2 separate regions of the Lactuca sativa genome follow, and region 1 is linked to region 2. A link is a contact called in public Hi-C data. All regions are on one chromosome and are shown on one strand. Each heading gives the region's core, a stretch centred on a gene start, on an enhancer-like site or on the middle of the called end of the contact. The rest is flanking DNA. Distances are from core to core; before and after follow the strand shown. Region 1 holds the start of LOC111882024 (homeobox-leucine zipper protein ATHB-40). Region 2 holds the start of LOC111919375 (G-box-binding factor 1).

Region 1 (5,965 bases), core at 306-2,805, 320 kb before region 2:
AGATACATGGCACTCATGGGTTATATTTGTCAAAAAGTTCTTTCACTTTGTTGGATGTGGAATTCAAACCATGAAATAAACTATATATATGACATTAATTGTTTCTTTTCCAGACCTTGAAATGACTTGTATCTTGAAAATCCGAACATTTCATTAACTAATTATTGTATTTTGTTGACCATAAATGTCTGATGTTAAATATAACTAGTTTATAAGAATCATGCATGTGAAAGTATATACAAAATTAAACCACATGAAACGAATTATATAGCAATAATTCTGCGTTATGACAAAGGTTACAACTTCTTATTACATGTGATACAAGTAAGGTTATCTAGAGGGAGAATACATGTGATGTAAGTGCATGTGTCACATAACTAATAACCAGTTGAATAGTTTATGGTGTAGGTTTTTTACTGTAATTCTCATTGAGCCACGTAGCCATGGAGCTAAAAGCTAATGTGAGTGGCTTGGCTAATTAAGTACCCACAAATCGGGAATATATATATGTAACATCCAATTGGAGACTTTGTCCGAATCCATAGGCAAAAAATTTAATAATTATAATAAATATATGATATATAATAATTAATATATAAGTAATAAAAATGTAAAATGTCTTAGTTTACTAACTTCAAGGTGGTCAGGTTTGGGATCCCAACTCCTGCCCTTATCATACTCCTATCCTTTGTTTGTGATTTTTTTTCATTCACACCTAGCTAGATGAATATCAATGATGTTCTTCATTCATTTCATCTCTTTTATTACCAAATCAGGAAAGCCAATCCCTTCACAACAAACTAACTAATGCGTACGCCACAACTTGGTAGTAATGGATAAGATATGCAAATCGTAAAACAAACAAAAGATCACGTTTAAAACCTAGAAGCATAGTACAAATCAAATCATGTTTCTTAGATATATATATTAACCATCCTTTATTCATCAAACTACACGAGTTATAATTACAACTTATCAATTATCATACCTAGTTAATTAGAAACCAACATACGTGGGAATATGTTGCATCAAATTAATACGGAGTTGTAGGGATTTTTATTTTGTTATATAGGTCTAGTTTCTTTCTGACATGACTTCCTCCAAATTTATTGGATAAACATGGGGTTGATGATCAAGATATATAAAATGAACACAAATGGGAAGAAAACATATGCTGGACATCTTCGAAGATATGAATTTTCATAATTAGAATAAAAGTACAATTATCCTTATTACGCCAATCCTATTGGTCCCATTGTAGACCAATGTAACACCATTATTAAGAAGAGTGTCATCTCCAAAAATCTAGTGTTCGAGGTACATTAACGGTTTGATACATTTTACCTGTGTAAATCAAGTCGCGTCTCGCCAAATTAGACAAAAAGTTGACACCACTGTTTTTTTTCTATCTCATTACCCGAAAAGAGACAAACCCACGTCAGATTTGTAGTTTTGCATATAGACATGTCTTGATGAAGGGTAGAAAAGGAAATTTAATAAAAAACAAGGTCAATATGGACATTACATGTTTATAAATAAAGGCAAACTCTGCACAATCCAAAGTAACAGCGGACTCCTTAGTCTTCACTCCACCTTTATAAATAAAGTCTCTCTTGATGTACCCACTCTAAAACATCCACTTGTTTCACCAAAGAAGAACACCTCTGCCGAGTGTTTAGAGACACGCAGAGAGAGATAATATGACGAGCAATATGAAAACTCAAGTTGATGATCAAATGGTTCTCCTCTCCCAGTATTATCCTGGGATTTACGATCAACTCATACCAGAACAAGGTTCGAACTTTTCTTATATATATACATATATATACATGTTTATGCATTTGTGAAGTTCGATGTTTGATTGTAGTTTCTTATAACTATGTTGTACATATATAGGGGAAGTTGTGAAACCACGAAGAAGACGAAAGAAGAACAAAGCAGATGGAAACAGCAGCATGATGAGAAAAAGGAAGCTTAGTGATGAACAAGTGAATCTTCTTGAGCAAAACTTCGGAAATGAACATAAGCTTGAATCGGAGAGAAAAGATCGGCTTGCTTCTGAACTTGGGCTTGACCCACGTCAAGTTGCGGTTTGGTTTCAAAACAGGCGAGCTCGATGGAAGAGTAAGAAGCTCGAAGAGGAATACTCGAAGCTCAAGAGTCAACATGACTCCACTGTTCTTGAAAAATGCCAACTCGAATCTGAGGTAACCTTTTTTTTTTCTATGATATATGCAAAGAATTTGGACACAAAAAACAACATGAATAATTAAGGGATCCTATGTGGTCCTTCTTTACTCGTGATAGGGATATAATCTTGTATATCCACATTTTTCTTATTCCTTGATATTTCCAAGAAACTTTTTTTCCCATTTGTGTTGATCATTTCCTAGAAGGTTCAATCAGTTTGTGTTGATCATTTATTTTCCATTAGTTATTAAATACCCAAGAAAAAAAACCTAAAAGAAAGTTAAAGGGAGGTCGATTTTCAGCTAAGTGATAAAGATTGTTTTAACTTTTAACCATTTATTTTTACATTTCTATATAGATTTTTTTATGGAAGTATGGATAAGTATTAATTATGGTTAGTTACTTGGAATTTAAGTTGGTTGCTCATTTACTGTTTTATGAAGTTGACTACCATTACAGTAATTAATTCCTTTTTTTACATTCTTCTTCTTGTACACTCAAGATAAATAGACTCTTATCCACTTTAAGCTAAAAATAAGCAAGCTTAATTCGGAAAATGCATGGACTCAAGGCTCGAGAAAAACTAAAGTAATGCCATTTTTTCAACTAATTGGAAAGCAACAAGTGTAATAGAAAACTATAATATAATTTTGACAAGAATAAGGAGACTAAAATCCCATTGGTCCAGCAAAGTGTGATATAATTACAAGTGTCCCTCTATAGTTTTTTAAGGTTGACAAGGCTGTTCTACAGTGTTCTTTGTGGAGTAGCACATGATATATATATATATATATATCCGTATATCACCCCCACGTGGGCCTTAATCTTTAATCTTTTCTATAAATATTAACGAAATTTATTAACCATTGATTTTGTGTACAGATTCTAAAGCTCAAGGAACAACTCTCCGAAGCTGAAAAACAGATAAACAGCCTAGTGGAAAGGTCAGATGGAATATCGAGCACAAGTCCATGTTCATCGTTTTCAATGGAGGCCATGGAGCCACATTTTCTTGGGGGATTTGGGATGGAAGGATTGGAGAATGTATTTTGCTTGCCGGAAAACAACTATATACATGGATCATTGGATTGGATGAACATCTAATTAATTATAGGGAAAATGTAATTAAATAATTTTAGTATTAATTAATCATGTAGTCTTGTAGATAGTAACGATCTAATGTACATCTTTTCTCCTTGTTGTCTAGTTAATGGTATTTCCTTGACTTAATAGAAATATCCCTAGTATGTTGTCATAATACTAAATTCTTAGTGGGTTGCTTTTTATATTTATCAATATTGTAGTACATTTTCTACTTTAGTTCTCTAGAAAGCTCTATAGAAAGTTAATTGCATGAGGGGAATATGGTCATTTGATGGATATATAGAAGATGCATGCATGATGCATGTCCATGCATATACGTGTATGACCAGGAGATTTCCATATATAGTTCATATTTCGACCGCAAGGAAGGTGTACTAAACTCAGAACGCTAGATATTCTTCCAAAAGATGGTGTACTTTGAATACACAGAGTTATCGCATCATAATTTGTACGTAGTACATATTTCATATAACAAGATTTTTGGTACATTATTAATCTTAATCAACAATTGATTAAAACTATTTTTAGCATGTTGCATTTATGAAAAGAACAATGTCAATTACCCAAAGAAGGAAGAAAGAATGATTTAGAGCTTTATGAAAGAATGTGTCTAAGTAACTTAACTACATTATAATTTTAACAACAAAGAGCGCAATAACAAGCAGACACTTACTGATGAGATTCCCTTTGTTGTCACTATCAAGGTAATCCATATATACTGATGTCGATTTCCAACATTAAATCTCAAATGGGACCCAACTAGAGATAACGAGTGGTTGATATTCCTTCTAATGGATAATTTGCGTTCAAGGGCTTTTAGGATTCTGTAAAGCGAAGATAATGACATGTAAATAATTAGACACAAAGGGATTGGTGATACTTAATTTAATTAGGTAGAACCCATAGAGCATAAAACACAGATATAAAGTGACACGAATGCTACTAATAAGTTTAATAATCATAAACTGAATAATGTAAGTAGCTTCCTGATCATATGAAAGAAACAATAGGACACTAATGACAACAATTGACCTGTTTTATCATTAGAATGGACATTCTCAAACCAAGCAAGAACTCTAGGCAACATAATGACTTCTCGGTAAACACACAAACAAAAACAAGTGGGTGTCAATCAGTTTGTTTCTTAAAAAGTAGAACAATGATGAATAGATATGAAAAACAGTAATAATTGGAAAGAAATAAAAAAGAAAAACTGTGCTTGAAAAATGATCCCCTACAATTCATTAGAAATACAGGTAACTTTGTACCATACTACCAGAGCCAGGCAACTGAAATTAAACGTACAAGCAGGTGGATAACTGCCTTTGTAGGAGTCTGAAAAAGCAGCATAGGTGGCATACATAGAAGGCAAATGAGAGAAACCTCGATGAACCATGACTGAATATTAGAGCATCTTTTTTATGGAGAGCATTAGACCATGATATATTTTTTTAAGAAGAATCTAGATAGCACATCGATGGTGACTGGTTTATTTCTCCCATACAAAAAAAAAATAATGGAATAGGATGGAACATGGACTCTTTTACGATTTGTTAGTAAAAGATGTTAATGTCATTTTCATCCTTATAATAAAAATATCCCTATAAAGTTTTCATCCCCATCCTTTCCGATCATGCATCATGTAACAAATGTTGAAAATAAGCTAGACTTAGAGGGTATTTTGTAATACCGTGATAGATAGATAGTTACTATATGGTTGGTTATCTCATCACCATACATTGTTGTCATTAATAAAAATCAAAAGTTTATTGCACAAAGAATTTCTCAGGAGTCTTCTTGTCTTCAATGATTTGCCCAACAAAGTGGCATCAAAGCCGATTCAAGTTAGAAAGATGAGAAGGAATGGAGAAAACATTGAAAATAGAGGTGCGTTTCTTGGTGATATGAATCAAGGAACAAACTTGCAAGGTTACATGGAGTTGTTGAGAGCGTAGAGAGATATAGAGAAAAGAGAAAGGAATGTAGTGTTGGCTTTCAATACATGTCTATGTCGATTAAATGAGATATGAATTTGAGTTCTACATTGCACAGTGACACAAAATAACATAATGTGATGAAAAGAACAAAAGAACATATGATCACCAAATGATGGGGCTACCGACACCGTTATGAGTTTCCTGCAAGGATTCCCAACCATAGTCACATGGTTCACGGTGCACTCCGATATGGGAACGGGTTCGTAATTCGCAAATCGCTAGCTCCCAAAAGTTCGGGTACATGGGGTAGGATCATTTTTCTATATGCTCTAGTACAATGTACCATATATTGAGGTACGATATACTTGTTAACATCAAAATAGATTAGATAACATAAGCGTAAAACTCAAAAATATTACTTCTATTCTTCAAAGTTCTTACAGTAACATTAAAAGAAACATATTATTTCAATACTTGAAAGATCATACTTAAAAAGATTACATAAATTAAAACTTAAAAGACATAAATGATGATGAAAGTGATGAAATCATGAAACTCACAAAGACATGATAAAGCTTATAAAATTGGTCCACCTTTTGTTTTTTTCCTACGCCATTATCTTTATCTTGTCCTCCGTTCTCCTTCAGGTCTTTTCATTCCATATCTTCTAGCCTTAAAGTTGATCATTCCAAGTGTATACATTCAAGATCCATATCCCACTTCATGTCTTATCC
Region 2 (5,982 bases), core at 501-3,000:
TTATAATCATTCGAAGCCTGCAATTCAGACATTTCTAACATTATGTTACAACTAATGAAATCTGGTTTGAGTGGATACTTTGTTTGTTTTCCTATATGTGATTTCTATAACTTGAACGCATATGAACAGGAAACTTCAATCAAAATGATTTAACAATTTCATCAACAATTGAACTTGTTGACTTTATGTATGTCGAATCAGCAGAAAATAGATCAATCCACAGTCATCAACTTAACTTAACATTAACTGTTGAGGTCGCCTAGAAGTATTTGATCCACCAGATCCCCATTGTTCATTCTTTTCTTCCTACAAAACCCAAACAAAAAATCACGATTCACTTTACGACCTAAACCATAAAAACTAGTCGCCTTCAACGCCGACAAAGCACCTCCGGGATACCGTTTTCTCCTACGAAGCGAATCAAAACATCAGTGTTCGTCAAAGGCACCAACAACGATCGCCGACCTCTATTTCCTTCTCCTCATGTGTCGCCACCATCGGCGACCTGATCCAAACCACCAACAGCCAACCACTAATCTCCGACTGATGCACCTTCACAAGTCGTAACGATGTCGTCTAGGCTCCACCAATCGATGGTGGTGATAGGGGCGGAAGCCCTTATGACACGGTTGTAGATGATAGAGAAAATGGTGACGTCAATGGTAAATGGGCTGAGGGTTTTTTCGGTTTGCTCTGACTAAGTTGAGAAGAGAACACATAAAAAAAACTGACGGGTGGTGGAAGGATCGGGAAGACACGGTTGACGAAGACCTGAAAGTGGTGGAGGCGTCTTCTTCTCCCAGTTACCGAATATAGACTGGAATCGGTGGAGTAGACGTAAATGTAGACAGTAGGTGGGGAGCAGAGGGTAGGGAATTGTTAAAAAGTATTAAAAAAAATACAAAATAATAAGGACACTAATCTAAAGACAATTAGCTAGCATGACGGTGAACAAAACAACAGGCAAACACGTGGAATAAAAGTTTTAAAGAAACAACAAATGCTACCCAGAATAGAAAAAGAACCAAAACATAACATACACCCATAAACAAATGACCATTCCTATAAAAAAAACTCAAGTTTACTATTTCTAACAATGGTCCTCCTTTAATATCTATATAAGAATTATTCTTATAATGTGTTCATTTTTTAAATAATTAAACGGAAAACGAAGCATTACAAATTAATTAACACCTATGAAAAAACTATATTACTCACTCATATACTTACGGAAATAGATTTCCATAGGTAAATATGAGATTTCCGCAGATGTCATCTGCAAAAAATATATTTTCTCTAGGAATAAATCGTATACAACATCAAAAATGTAAAAAATTAAATAAAACGAATAAAAAACTTACAACATAGTATAGATTGTTGTGGTATTGTTCCATTTTTTCATAAAAAAATTCTCTAAGTAAGAAAAAAAAAATAAAACATGTGAAGAATTTCTTATATTATCATTTCTCACCCATATCATCTTTTGCAGTCTATTTTATGATTTTGCATATAATAACTGCAAACATTTCATGACAACTTATAAAAACCTTCTAATTTTTACTTAAATCTTAAAAAAAGAAAATAATAAAAAAGTTAGAATTAACCTGTTTTTCTCAAATTAAAAGATTTAACACCAAACATTAAGAATATGGCGTGAAATGCAAATAAGATTAAATGAGGGGAAGTAAATGCTAATATCTCTAAAATAAATTATCCTTTTTAATACTTTAAAAGCTCCCAGTCATCAACAAAACGTAATTGCCTTGTCATGCCTCTCTATCCACTCCCCTTTTAACAGCTGGATCCCTCCTCACCCTCACATGTCATCCCTCTAACCCTACCCTCAACCACCGCACTGCCATTCTCTCACGGTGGTCTCTCCCTCCTCCCCGGCCTCCGCCTCCGCCTCCGCCTCCGCTTCTCCCCTACGCATCAAGCAGCTTGTAAGCAAGTAAACGACCTGTCTCCTTTTGGCTACTTTCGAATTTCAGAGTTGTTTTTTTCGATATACCAAATAGAAGAGGGAATCCTTCTTTCTCAAATCTCAGCTGTTGAATTTCTTCCAAAGCTCTGGAATTTTGTATTAAAAGCTGCCATGTTTACTGGATTTGCTTGATCCTAGTCGGATTAGCATCTCTTCCGAAGCCGGCGGCTGAAACAAGTCAGTCTCTCTCCTCTCTCTAAATTTAAGCTTCCTCTATATTCGCATGTCGACACACATAAAAACACAAACATCCCGATTAGTTTTCGGGTAATTATGTATCTTATCTTATCAAGAATAAACAGATACTCGCGATTGTTTTACGCTTTTTGTGAACAATTGTTTAAATTAAGAAGCCAGATCTGATAATAATTTGGGGCTTTTCCTTGAAATCGCTCAGACTATTTGTTCTTCAGTTATTTTTGTAATTTTTTTTTTGTTGAGGCTGCAAGTGTAGGTAGGGTTTTGGGTTCTTACATGACATGTGTAGACTTTAAGACAAAGAGAATGAAATCATTTTATCTGAATATTCTGCTTCCCCTATTTTTGGTAAAAAAAAAAAAAAAAGCTTAGAAGGATTTATTCAGTCTGAAAGGGAACGATTTTGTAGTTGATGGAAGGAAATTGCAGTATAGAAAGCTTAATTCCATATTTGTTAAGATAAATCACAGTTATGAACTTATGATTGCTGCATAGGAATTGCTGTATGGATTACAAATCATTAAACACCTTTCATTAATACCTAACCTGAACAAATCTTTAATCTCTCAATGTTCTTGTAGATAATATTTCAAGGAAACACAGTTACACACAAATCTAACTTTCAGACTCTGCATATTGAGTTTTTCCCTGTAAATTCATGGGGGCTGGAGAAGATAACTCACCTGCTAAGCATTCCAAACCTGCTCCAACTCAGGAAACACCTCCACCTTCATATGCTGACTGGTCAAACTCAATGCAGGCATGATTTAAATTTTTGATTTAAAGTTTTAAACTTTTTGTTACAAGATTCTTATTGTGGCTTTGCAATTTTCATGTTTAGGCTTATTATGGTGCTGGAGGAACTCCACCTTTTTTTGCTTCAACTGTTGCTTCTCCAACTCCTCATCCATACATGTGGGGAGGCCAGGTGATGATGATGATGTGGCAAAATTCAAAGATCTTATTGGATTCTTGTAGAAATTAATGATTGGAAAATGTTTTGATTTATTTCAGCATCCTATGATGTCACCATATGGAACTCCAGTTCCATATCCAGCTTTATATCCACCAGCTGGAGTTTATGCTCATCCTAATATGCCTATGGTATTCATAATTTCTTTTTTCTTTTTTCTTTTTCTTTTTTATTTTTTTGCCTTTTAATCTTTTATGTGTTATTTATGATTATTGAATTTTGTTCTTACAGACTCCAACTACTGCTCCACCAAACACAGAAATGGAAGCAAAGGCGTATGAAGGAAAAGAAAGGTCAACTACTACTAATAAAAAGTCAAAGGGTATTTCTGGAAATGGAAATGTTGGTGTTAGAACTGGAGAGAGTGGAAAAGCAGCATCAAGTTCAGGGAATGATGGAGGCGCCACCCAAAGGTTTTTTAATTTTCTATTTTTTTTATTCGAAGTTTTCATTTGTTATGCCAAAAATACCCTTGTTTTTTAAATTATTGTAATTTTTGAAATTTGAACTAAACAGTGCTGATAGTGGAAGCGATGGTTCTTCAGATGGAAGTGATGAAAATGACCAAAATGTACATATCTCAGAAACTCTTAATAATTCTTTTTTTTTTTTTAAATAAGAATTTTTTTTGAAGGTATGATAATTATAATTATTAATTAATACACAAATATATACAGGAATTTTCTGGAGGCAAGAAAGGAAGCTTCAATCAGATGCTTGCAGATGGTAATTCCGTAGTTCTACACATTTTCACTTCCATTTATATAAATAATTAAATTCAAAAAAAAAATTACTTTTTTTTTTAATAATAAGTTAATATGAAAGTATGTTGCTATTTTCAGCAAATGCACAGAATAACAATATACAGACACCGGTTCCCGGGAATCCTGTAGCTTCAATTCCAGGCACCAATCTAAACATGGGAATGGATTTGTGGAATCCGGCCGCCGGAAACACCGCCATCAAAATGCGACCCGGTGTGTCTCGTGGGGTGGTGCCGCCTCCCATGATGCCTGATCAGTGGGTTCAGGTGTGAATAAATGAATTTCCTTTTCTTGTTATAAGATAGAGTAAATTACACAAATGGTCCCTATGGTTTGGGGTAATTTGCACATTTGGTCCCTAACTTATTACTCGGAAGGTGCCTACTATTTGTTTTTCTTGCGTGTGTGGTCCCTGTCCTACCTAAAAAGACTATTTTGCCCTTGATTTTTTCATTTATTTAAATAAAGTGGGGTAGGTTTATTTAAATAAATTAAAAAATCAAGGGTAAAATAGTCTTTTTAGGTTAGACAGAGACCAAGCGCGCAACAAAAACAAACAGTAGGGACCTTCTGAGTTAAAAAAATAAGTTGGGGACCAAACATGCAAATTACCCAAAACCATAGGGACCATTTGTGTAATTTACTCGAAAGTTATAAAAATATTAATTAATGAATTTATGATTTTATGACTTATGACATCAGCAGGACGAGCGTGAACTGAAGAGACAAAAGAGGAAGCAGTCTAACCGTGAGTCAGCCAGGAGATCAAGATTGCGCAAACAGGTATCAAAATGACAAAATCTAATTCCACCGTCGGAATGATCAATTCCATTCCGTTTCTTTTCTGATTCCGTTGTTTGGGCAGGCGGAATGCGAAGAGTTACAGACGAGAGTCGAGGCGCTGACCAGTGAAAATCATACACTAAGAGATGAGCTTCAGAGGCTCTCTGAAGAATGTCAGAAGCTTACTTCTGAAAATAATTCCATAAAGGTTTCTTTCTTTTTTTTTTTTTTTAAATTATTAGCTTAACAAATAATTAAAAAAAGAAAAAAGAATAAAATGATTTACTGTTTGACTTTGACCAGGATGAGTTGACCAGGTTTTGTGGACCAGAGGCAGTGTCGAAGCTTGATGAAGGAAACAGTTGAGAAAGAGAGAGATATAGCGAAAAAAAAAGTTAGTGATTAAAGTTATAAAATTAGGACTAAATCTTTTCAACTGACGTGAGAGAGACTAATATGTTGTGTTTTTTCTACTTTTCTTCATATACATGTAACTGTAAGTTGTAATTTTTTTTAAAAAATTTATAAGTTACTGTTTTATATCGTTCATTCATACTTCAAACAGACGTAGAAAGCTTGATGTACAAGTGTTATGTGGTTGAATGTTGTAATGGAACAGATGGGGTTTAATTTCAGTTCTTTTGATATGATTTTTTGCATAAAAAAAGTGTACAAAAATTATGCAAACGAGGTATTTTTCAAAAGACTAGTTGTTATAAATTGGTCATGATGTAGGTCAATGTTTCTTGTGTGGAAGTTGATGTTAAATTAATATGGAAAAACGAGGTATTGAAGTTGATTTTTTGTTATGTTAGCTTGAAAACATGAAATATATATATATATATATATATATATATATATATATATATATATATATATATATATATATATATATATATATATATATATATATATATATATATATATATATATATATATATATATATATATATATATATATTCTTTTTTATCACCTCGCTCTATTGGAAATTTGGAAGTTTAGACTTTGGAGACGATATGACGTTTTTAATTGTATTGTTTTAAACTGTTTGTACATCTTTTTTGTTCAGCAAACTTATTTTTAGTACATCAAACTTATAACATAAGCGGATTTGATATAGAACCCTCATGCTCCTCAAAAAAAATTCAGGAGTGACTTTTTACGGAAAATTTTTGTTTATGTTGCGGTGATATCCTGGAAAATAATTTGGGCTACCATAAAATATTTTTTTAGGTTATTTCTAAATTGTAAATGCAAAGACAAACTAGTCCAAACTTGT

What was found. A called contact is a pair of places that touch in the nucleus more often than the background predicts.
Region 1: a Hi-C map of leaf shows a contact between it and region 2, with 6 times the contacts expected there. The contact joins the promoter of LOC111882024 here to the promoter of LOC111919375 in region 2. A contact is called at or near these places in 2 of 4 Hi-C or Micro-C datasets (both in leaf).

The regions. Positions count from the first base shown.
Region 1 is chr3:115,421,338-115,427,302 of Lsat_Salinas_v11, reverse strand. LOC111882024 (homeobox-leucine zipper protein ATHB-40) reads left to right here and starts at 1,555. Exons shown (of 3, transcript XM_023878392.3): 1 at 1,555-1,794; 2 at 1,897-2,207; 3 at 3,073-3,498. The coding sequence starts at 1,701. The coding sequence ends at 3,294. It overlaps LOC122196892 (a long non-coding RNA gene), which reads right to left and starts at 4,782. Exons shown (of 2, transcript XR_006189341.1): 1 at 4,600-4,782; 2 at 3,867-4,118.
Region 2 is chr3:115,103,865-115,109,846 of Lsat_Salinas_v11, reverse strand. LOC111919375 (G-box-binding factor 1) reads left to right here and starts at 1,750. Exons shown (of 11, transcript XM_023914965.3): 1 at 1,750-2,161; 2 at 2,764-2,942; 3 at 3,024-3,110; 4 at 3,197-3,286; 5 at 3,387-3,568; 6 at 3,672-3,726; 7 at 3,833-3,881; 8 at 3,998-4,185; 9 at 4,625-4,702; 10 at 4,785-4,910; 11 at 5,006-5,337. The coding sequence starts at 2,841. The coding sequence ends at 5,068.